2 separate regions of the Drosophila melanogaster genome follow, and region 1 is linked to region 2. A link is a contact called in public Hi-C data. All regions are on one chromosome and are shown on one strand. The core of a region is the stretch at or near the end of the contact, and the rest is flanking DNA. Distances in the headings are between cores, read along the strand shown. Region 1 holds the start of CG15878. Region 2 overlaps sls (sallimus).

The links. A called contact is a pair of places that touch in the nucleus more often than the background predicts.
Region 1: a contact with region 2 is called in a Hi-C map of the OSC cell line, with 3 times the contacts expected there. The contact joins the promoter of CG15878 here to the enhancer-like site in region 2. A contact is called at or near these places in 17 of 107 Hi-C or Micro-C datasets (the Clone 8 cell line, the D17-c3 cell line, the Kc167 cell line and 8 more).

What each region holds. Positions count from the first base shown.
Region 1 is chr3L:2,210,759-2,215,528 of dm6, forward strand. CG15878 reads right to left here and starts at 1,745. Exons shown (of 1, transcript NM_139442.1): 1 at 115-1,745. The coding sequence starts at 1,630. The coding sequence ends at 290.
Region 2 is chr3L:2,069,775-2,074,750 of dm6, forward strand. sls (sallimus) reads right to left here. Exons shown (of 31, transcript NM_001274385.1): 17 at 298-4,976; 18 at 1-140. Among named protein-coding and RNA genes, the nearest start is that of CG42355, 34 kb to the left of the region's middle. Within about 2 kb of position 3,452, at least 9 of the 39 cell types and tissues checked have an H3K27ac peak or open chromatin away from gene starts, as enhancers often do. A contact at or near this core is called in pupal leg imaginal disc and wing imaginal disc, where this site is marked.

The DNA of each region.
Region 1 (4,770 bases), core at 495-2,994, 140 kb after region 2:
GAAAACATTGTAACCGAGCGCGAGGTTCAGAGATAACAGCGACAACTGCTGCTCCTTCTTGATGACGACACACTCAAAAAACAGGGCTTCTAAAGTATATTTACCAAAAATCTTGTTTTATAAATGGGATTTCTTTATTTGTACGCGAAATCTTTAGGTTTATGCTAAAACAAACATACTTGCTGAGGCGCGAATTCTTTAGAATTGACAGTTTGTTCGCTTGACGGTTTAGAAAATACAATGGACACAAAATCTAAGGTTAAAATACAACTACAAATTACCGAACCACTTATTCTGTCTTTGGCGGGGTCTCTTCATTTGGTGGAGCCTCCTCCTCGTCAGCTATACTTCCGACCAGGCTTCCTTGGGTTTTTCTCTTGCTAGCCTCCGCGGCATACTCACCAAATGTGAGATTTATGTCGTACGGAGTGCGCCGGAAGATGTTCGGAGGAGTGTAGTTGCTCTGTATGGGCCAGAAGAGACCGTCCTCGTCGGGGGAGAAGGGTACCCGGCCGTAGAGCCAGGCGAACTCTCCCAACTCGTAGTAGAATCGTGTGGATGCCAAAACCAGTTCGATGCGCTGGATCTCGGGCAGGTGCTTCCGGAACACCTCCACCGGCAAGTGTTCGCTTAGGATTGAGCTCTTGGACTTTGACTTTGGCATATCGTCCTCCATGTCGCTTTCTCGCGTGGAGATCCCGTCCGGATCCACTTGCTGACCCTCCGAGAGCAGCCGGCAGATGGTCAGCAGCTTATCCTTGATGATCAGATGCTGTTTTCCCATGAGATACTCATCGGTGGGCGTGGAGGTGGGGAACTTCTCGTTCAGAAAGACGGAAGGGATGCGGCGAAACATAAGTTCTTTTGTATAGAGCTCCTGCACGTGATCCTCGATCTGGAAGACGCGATTCATCAACCAGAAAGTCTCACAGCAATCGGCCAGGGCCCGTGTGAAGCATCCGATCATGTCCTCGGAGGACTCCAGCATCAGCATGCTGTATTCGCCCATGTGGAGAAACAATCCGCACATGGGATCCGGCGTGATGGCCAGCGCCTTGCACTGCTTATGCAGCTCCTGCAGGCGCTCGCTGAAGATGGCAAAGAAGTCCTTGGGCTGATCGGGTGCTTGGGTGTCCATTTCCAGTTCCTCCTCTTCGACAAAGTCTTCTTCTGGATCGTCTTCACTGAAACGGAACATGTGGGTAACTACTTCTGCAGTTTCCGTCGCACCTTCTTCCGGTGCAGGAATGGGCGCTGGATCCGCCGTCGTGTTCATGGGCGATTCCGTTTCAGTGTTGTCGAAGATCACATCCTCCATGAACTGTATGGGCGCCGCTTCATCTGGTTCAGGCTCAGCCTGTTCCACCACCGCGTCGGCGAGCAACTCCTCGTTGGACACAACTGGCGTCAAGTGGCAGTTCTTGGCCAGGATAAAGATGCGCTGATAGAACACGGAGGTGTCCATGTCCGCTAGCTCCATGTCCACGTACTCCACCAACGACTTGCGCACCTGGAAGGTAATGGGTCTCTTCAAATTGAAAATGGTGTGCCGGGTCATCCTGGTCGTCCGCGACTGCCGCTGGCGGGCGGCTATGGAAGCTTGTTTGACATTGATCCGGTGAAAGGACATCTTGGCGGGGTGTGACTGCTCCTGTCGGGGGTCGAGAACACACTCCCAGGGTCACCGGGGTCTACCAGGAATATCGATAAAGCTGTTGTTTCTGGAAATTTTGATGTTGTCTAGCAACTAAGCGGTTGCTTAGACTGTTATCGCTTACGTTGCTTTTTTGCTCTGGAATGAATAGAAGAAATCAATAAATAAATAAATAGAATCAAGGAACTGCCACCAATTTAAGTCCCACTAACTCCCTCTTGTATCTTTAAAATTTTAGGAAAATAACTCCTTTTGAAAAATGAATGATCGTAAATTACAATCTTATCACATTTTTCTCTCAGTGCCGACTCATACACAGCACACTCTTGCTTGTTTAATGTACATGTACAGCGTTATTACCTAACCATTGTGCAAGTACTTGGGTCGCTGCTTCAATTATTATTATCATTCGTTTGAAATCTAAGGCTCTGCTCAGCCACTCGCCTTTGTTTTGCTCGGCTTTTAGTTTAGCTTGGCTTTTGCTTTTCAGCGAGTTAATTTATTCATGGCGCATTTATGAGCATAGTGATTTCCGGCAGCACCTACACTTGCCACCCACCAACATCCCGCCCGCAACATCCGACATCCAGCAACAACCTTAGACGAGGACGAAAAGGGAAAACTTCTTCATCAGGAGCCCAACTCGTCCTTCGAGTTTTCCTGCTCTCTCTCTCTCTTTGAACAATTTGAAACACTTGGGCATACAATATGTTGAAATGATAATGAGGCGAAATTGTTTTTTGACTCGCTCCCAGGTGTTTCTGTTTCTCTTTCCGCCCCACCTGGCTTCAAAGGATGTCTGAGCTGTGCTGATTATCCTTACCCGCCAGGATTCGCCTGAGTGGCCTCGCCCGTTTTGGCCGTTTAGTTTATTGACTCCAAAAGTTGCGTAGCAATTTGCCGCAATGTTTTAATAACCAAGTGGTTTCGTTTTCCGGACTAATAAGATGGAGTTTTTAAGAGCTCATCAGATGTGCTTAAGAACTTTATTCTAGAATCAACGAATTTTATTATAAAATGCATATGCAAGTGAAGTTAGAAGTTCAAATAGTAACCTTAATTTAATTCGCTTGGCGGTGAGCTCTGTAGCCTAAAAACAATATTATCTTTCATACCTGACCCACAAAGTCAGTTTGAAAAATACGACTTTTGGGTCAAGTGGTTTTCACTCAACCGTTGATTCTTTGCTCGCTTTATTAGTTTAAGCTTTCCCTTGGGCTTTCACTTTTCACTTTTCCAGCTCGCCTAGTTTCACTTTCGTTGCCATGCAAATATGCCGGCAACATCGATTTGCCTCCGAGATGTCGACATGCCACGCCCATTTGTCACAGTCGCCGGCAGCGTTGATTGCATCGAAGTTCTTAGTCAATATTTGCCGATTTCAATGAAATGAGAATTTGACATGCAGGCAAACACGGCAGACGACGTCATGCCGATGTATCCAATGGATCCTATGGAAACGATGGCTCCGATGGAGCCGGCATTCCATGGGTGTCCTCTTCGAATGGCTGAAAGCGGAGAGTATCTGCTGCCAGGAGGAGACACTGTGCCGGCATAGACTCGGTTGCAGATGCAACTGGCAGCTGCAACAGGAGGAGGGCAAACACGGGCTGACTGACTCCATGCCAAATTGAGGCTGGGTGGCTGGCTGGTTGGCTTGGGTAAATTAATTGCGATCTATGTGCCTTGGCATTTTTGTGTGTGGCCAAGTGATTGATGTCGTGAGAGGAGTGTTTGCTGTCGTTACCTTTGTTTCTCCAGAAAAATGCAAATTGTTCATCCAAACGATGGCAACCTAATACGGTCTTTAATTGGACATTCAACGCCACGGGCTATTAACACTCGACAGTTGGCTTAGACTCCAAACATTGAACAGTTTTAAAGGATGTTTAAAATATCTAATTAATTCAGCAGGAGTTGCAAAGTAATAAGTGATTACTAATAACTGCATAGTTGCAATGAAAATGCAATTCCACACCCAAATCCCCACCACTTTACAACACATTTCGATGGGCTCATCCTGTTTATCCCAATTATGAACTAAATCCGCCGCACGACATCACCCTGCTGCGGTATCAAAATGCTGAATAGTTTGCGATAAATTCAATTAAAATTGTAAATGGCTGGCAAACAGAATAGAACTTTTGCTTTTTACAAAATTAATGACAGCCCGGCAGCGAAAATTGTTCTAGGCAATTTTAAATTAATTCAATTATACGGGGCATCAGCAGCAGCACAAGTTCGGCCCTCGATTGCCTTTGCCTGACTGGCAGAAAAGTTCGTCCAGGTGCGATGATAAAATTTAATTGTTGTTGCCCGAATCCTTATTTTGGCAATGCAATTAAATGCAATGACAACTTGGCGGGGATGGCGGGGTGGTGCGGACAGGCCGGTCCTTACCGATTGGGAAAAGGATCTCTTAGCCAAGGCTAATCAATTAAGCCTTGGCAACGAATCGAATCTTGGTCCACATTGTGCATTGCTTGAGTGAATCGCTCGCCCGCATTTCCAATTAATGGCAGCTAATTTATTTGAACTGCCCCGAAAATCAATACAATGGGCCCGAGTGAAAGCGTACACGGAGAAAAACAAGTTGTCTGCTTAAAATATATATTCTAGTATCAACTTCCAACCACAAATTCAATATAAATGGAAGTCTTTTTCTTTGCAAAGCTATTAAGCATGAAATTGCAAACTTTTTGGCCTGTGCATCGAATTCCTCATCATCGTAGCCAATGGCCCCAGGGATCTGATCTGGATCCGCTGGAGTTCGGGGCAAATGGAGGCGGCGGGTGGCAGCTCAATTATATTTTTATTTATGCGCCAACATTCGCGCACTTAACAAAATAGCATCCGGCTGGGACCGAGGCATCCCTTTCTGACAATGGAATTTTATTGTTTCGCCAATGTAAGCAAATTCGGTGGAAACTTTTTGTGGGCTCTGGCGAAAGGATGGGATAGCATAAATAAAGTTATGTATTTGATTATGAAACCGGCGGATAGGCTCGTGCTGTGTGACCAATGGATTCAATTGCTCGGCAATCTTTTATGGCCGGGACAGACAAATCATAAAACGAATGGAGGCCCACAATGGCGGCCAAAGAAAGCCTTTTATG
Region 2 (4,976 bases), core at 2,202-4,701:
GCTCGGGGAGCCGTCTTCAGATATTGTTTCAATAGTTTTTATAATTTCTGGCGATTCTGTGATTTGAGTCGTGCTGGATGCTAGTTTATGTGTTGGTGTTTTTTGTTTTATGTGTGTTGTGTCTGTGGCTTGATTTGTATCTGTGTAAAAAAGTGTGCATTTAGTATATTGTATTGTATTGCTATTGTGGCATTGCTTTGTTTTGTGTAATATGTGCTTTGGGTTCGAAGGGACGGTGCTAGTGAAAGTAATACGCCTTTTTTTAACTAACTAAATATAATCTAACTATATACTTACCCGTTTCCACTTTTACCGTTTTATCTAAGCTCTTTGTCGCGAAATGTTTATACATTTGAACATCCTGCATTACGTTTTTTTGAGTACTATCAATGTCATCTCTTAAGGCTTGTGTTGTTACTAGTGATTCAGTGGTCGTTGAATATTCCTCTTCGTGTGTTCTGGTTTCAAAGTGTGCATTTCGGGAAATCTGTGGTGAAGTTTTTAGGATCGACTCTGATGCAAATTGTGGAGTTTGTAAAGCATTTTCTAATTTTTTTTCTTCTATGGCTGGCAACTGAATCGATGCGGCAATACACATGTTGGGTTGTTCTGTCGTGACAGAAGTTATGTTTTCTTCTACGTCTGCCCGAGTGTTAACCAATTTAGCTTCTTCTACAGTAATCTGTACATATGGAATCCCACCTTCCTCGCTGTAAGCAAGGTTTGTGGATGATTTTGTAACTGGCATTGCTTTTAGCTCCTGGGGTTCGACCGTTGCAAGGCTACCCAAAGATGGTACCGATGTCACCTCTTGTACTACCGAAACCACTAACTCAGAATTCAAATTTGAATTGGAAGTCAGGTTTACAGTTCCCGGCTTAAAATCACCATGCCCTTCAATGTTTTCATAAATATTAACAGTTGCATTTTCGGCTGGCTTAAGAAATGTCGGTACAGAACTAGTAGTTGCTCGCGTTAATGCGTGCGGCTCAAACGCAATATCAGGTGTTTCTTCATAAGCAAGTTGCTGACAAACATTTACAGAATTCTGTGGAGTTTGCTGAGTTAAGTTAGCTGTTTTTTGCAGTGGAATTTTAAGTTCATATGTTTCTTGAATAGAGCTAACGCTAACGACTTCCTCGGTTACCAAAGATTGAAGTTCATCAGCAGCAGCTTGAGCTGTGTCCTGAAGAATGTTAGGTTTAGGTAGGATGTCCTCTTTTAAGAATGTCGATTGTATTGTTGTTAAATAAGCTTTGCTCGTATCAGAATTCTTCGATACCTTAACAAATAAGCCATGTTTGTTTTGATCTTGAATTGCTTTAGTTTGTTCGTAAACATTAACCTCAGACACGTTTGTGTGTACGTGGTCTTCAGCTGATTTAATCCTAGCTTGGGCAATGTTGTCTAAAGGAGCTTGAGCTTCACTTTCCATTTCTAAGGGAACTTGTGTATCTATAACGTGCGATTGATTGACTATATCGGTAGACGTTAAAGTGGCTAATAATGTAGATGGCTGTGGGGCTAAATGAATACCACCCACATTATCTATTGGCACCACTTCAATAACAACTGTTTCCAGCTGAGTGCCTTCGGTAATTGGTTTACAAAAATTCTCTATTTCGGCATTTTCAAAAATATCTTCCTTATGCATAACTAGATTATCCATTTGAACGTGAACTTTATTTGACTCCACCTGAGCGACATACTCCTGTTGCGCCTTCTGCACAGCGACATGCGTATCTTTAAGAAGTACAGATGATTCTAAGGGAATGACATCGAATGTGGTGGTGCCTTGAAGTAGATTTAAAGATGGTTTTGCTCTGGCCTCCAAAGGAGATACAGTCGGTATTGACAACTCCTTATCGAAAACTGGTGGTTGTTGAGAATCTGATGTCACCTTAAACGTACTGTCTATCGACTCGACAGCAGAAACCGGAAGTAATCGTCCATCTGTGAGTTCCTCGGATTCCTCTATCGCTTGGGTTTCTCTGACGCGTACTTCATGCTGTGTTTCTTCATAGTTTGTCTGCGCAAGCGATGGTTTTGGAGGCGAACTTAACAGAACATCAATTCCTTCAACAGGATGCGTCTTTGTAGTCATCGCTAAACCGAGCCGCGATGGAATAATATCAGTTGTTGCTGCCACATAAGATTGCTCACGAGTCGTAATCTCTTTTTCAGCCTCAAAAGTTTGTTGGAGATCGGTTGCATAAACTTGAGGTAGATCGTGAGTGATCTCCGCTTGTTGTATGTTATATTTATCAACTTTTTGCTCCTGTCCCATGGCTTCATATACTGTTGCTTCGTCCACGAGCTTCGCATGAAGATTTTGGTCATCCTTAAGAAGTTTGGGTTTGTGGGTCGGTGTAGTTTCAAGACCCAGATTTTGTTCAGTTTCAAATGCAATTTGATCCTCTGCGATTATTGATTGACTTAGGCTATCCTGCACATTTGTGGCAATTTGTTGATCGGCAGATAAGATTTCGAAATTTTCAGATGCATTAAAGGCAACGTTTTCTGTCACCATTGTATGCCGAAAGGGAACTAGAGATTTTTGAGGCACTATACCAGCTGGAAACTCGGAATCAACTGAATTTATCGAAGAGTCGTATACAATCATTTCAGATGACTTTGTTTCATATAAATGATCAATATTAGGAGATGCACATTTGTTTGAAACTTTAAAGTCCGTCATGTCACTGGTACCTTGTTGTTCTTGCACGTATTCAGTTAGAGGCAACCGATGTAACTCTGAAGAAGCAGGTATTGCCTTCTCCAGCGGAATTAAGGGAGCTTTAAGGTCCTCCTCATGCTCGAGTGTTTCTTCTTGTCGAACTTGTGCGATGCCTGTCGTGCAGTCCAAAATAATTTTAGCCAGACGGCCACTTATATGATCAACATCTTTCAGGGACTCCTCTTTCTCTAAAATATCAGTCTCTCTTACATTTATCTCGTGCAAACTTTTTATTGAAGATTGGATCGTTTCCAATGCGGGTAATACTGGGTTCAGGCTCGAAACATGTTCGAGAACATTTGTCTGCTCGGAAATGGAGATTTTCTGATCAGATTCATAAGGCTTTGGCTTAATATGAACTGGCTGAGTAATGTTTAAGTCCTTTAATTCTTCTGTACTTTCACTTACAACAGCTGTTGTCGTTTTTAACGATGTTGTGCTTTCAATTAACTGTACACGACCTTTAGATGATTTATTGTAATCTGGTGTATTCAAATCGCTTAGAACATCAAACGAATCGATTTTCTCAACGTTCGGTAAAGTGATTTCCCCAATATTAACATTTGCCTGATAATAAGGCACCTTCTGTTCATCTAGTCTATCCAAAGATTCCATATGCTGGGGCCTCGTGATATTGGCCACTTGCAGAGCTGACGAAGTTCCAATGGCAGCGCTTTGTTCAGGATGGCGCTCTTTAACTGATAGAACGCTTTCTCCCTCTAAGGTAACACATGAGCTGGTTTCCAGAGATTGCAGCAACCCAAACTGGCTTTCTGTTGTTTGTGTCTGAGGCTTTAGATCCTCTGTGCGTGTTAGAGTACTTTCTAGCGGCTCCTGCTCTCTAACATCTGTTCCAAATTGTTGATGCATGCTAATATCTGCATTTACCGCCGTCGGTTTGGTATCTTCGGTTTTATCGATTGTCGACTCCATCGGAAGTACAACTAGGCCCTCAGCATATTTAAATCCATCGGTGACAGTTTCGGCTTTAGTAAGCTTTTGATTAGGTAAGACATCAATAATATCCGTACTTGACTCGGTTATCTGCACGTTTGTTACTTCCAAAGGTTGTTGGTTTTCATCTAGAATTGTGTCCCCCGTTTTGAACTCAGGATGTTGAAAGGCATCAATGTGACTAGTACTCTCTAACATATCTGGCTTACTAGTAACTCCAATCGACATCGTCTCAAAGACTTGATTAGCTGATACAGACTTTGTTTGCTCCGTAATAATATCACTTGATGTCAGACCTGGTTGAACTTCGTATATGCTTGTAACCTTTAACTCAGCAGGAAACATATTTGATGTAGCTAACTGTGGTGCCAGTTCTATATTGGAAGATAGAATTTCCTCCTTCTCCACTGTCGTGTCCTGCTTAATCTGCAACGCAGATTGCTCGACGAAATCGAATTTGGGATTCACCAGTTTTGGAGCTACGGAAACAAATTCTCCCTCAGTGTCAGTCACCGTCGTGGTCTGAACTTTTGCCACATACTCCCCTTCGCTAATATTTACTTTTCCTTGTTCTATCTTGCGATTATCGTCTGGTACCAAACCGAGTGATTCGAGGAGGGTCTCTTCGTTACTCTCGGCTGTGCCATATGCCTCTGTTAAGGCGCCCTTAGCTGGTTTTGTCGATTCTACATTTGGTTCGATAAGCTCAACTGTCGTTTCTACAAGATTCATCTGCTGCGTTTCCCCAATAGTTAACGCACTTGATTGCCCCAATGTGCCCTCGGCCATTTTCGGGGTATCAACTGCTTTCAAATCCTTAACTGCATTTTCATTGGAAACTGTTTCGGAAGTTGTTACGTGGTGCTGCATTTGCATATCTATAGTGGCTTCTTTTACATCTTTCTCAAAAATAGGCAAATCCTCGGCTATTGGACTATGAGAATCAGCGGTGCTACTGACTAGACCCTCAGATAACTCGAATAATTCCAATGCATTACTTTTGGCAGTCTGTGTTTTGGCCACCGTTTCTCTTTCCAAACTATCAAAAGTGATAATTTCTTGCACCTGAACGGGAACCTCCTCGGCTTTAATGGTATAATCAGCTAATCCCTTAGTAGGCTGGGTTATTAATGGCATATGGTCCACGTTCTCCAAAACTTCCAGTTCTTGTCCACCGACTGCCTTTGATTCCGTTACCGACATCGAAGGTGTCTCCATGCGTTCTTTAGCAGCTTGTTGCATTTCGCCTATAGAGTCCTCCGGCTGGCATTCGGTAATGCAAAGG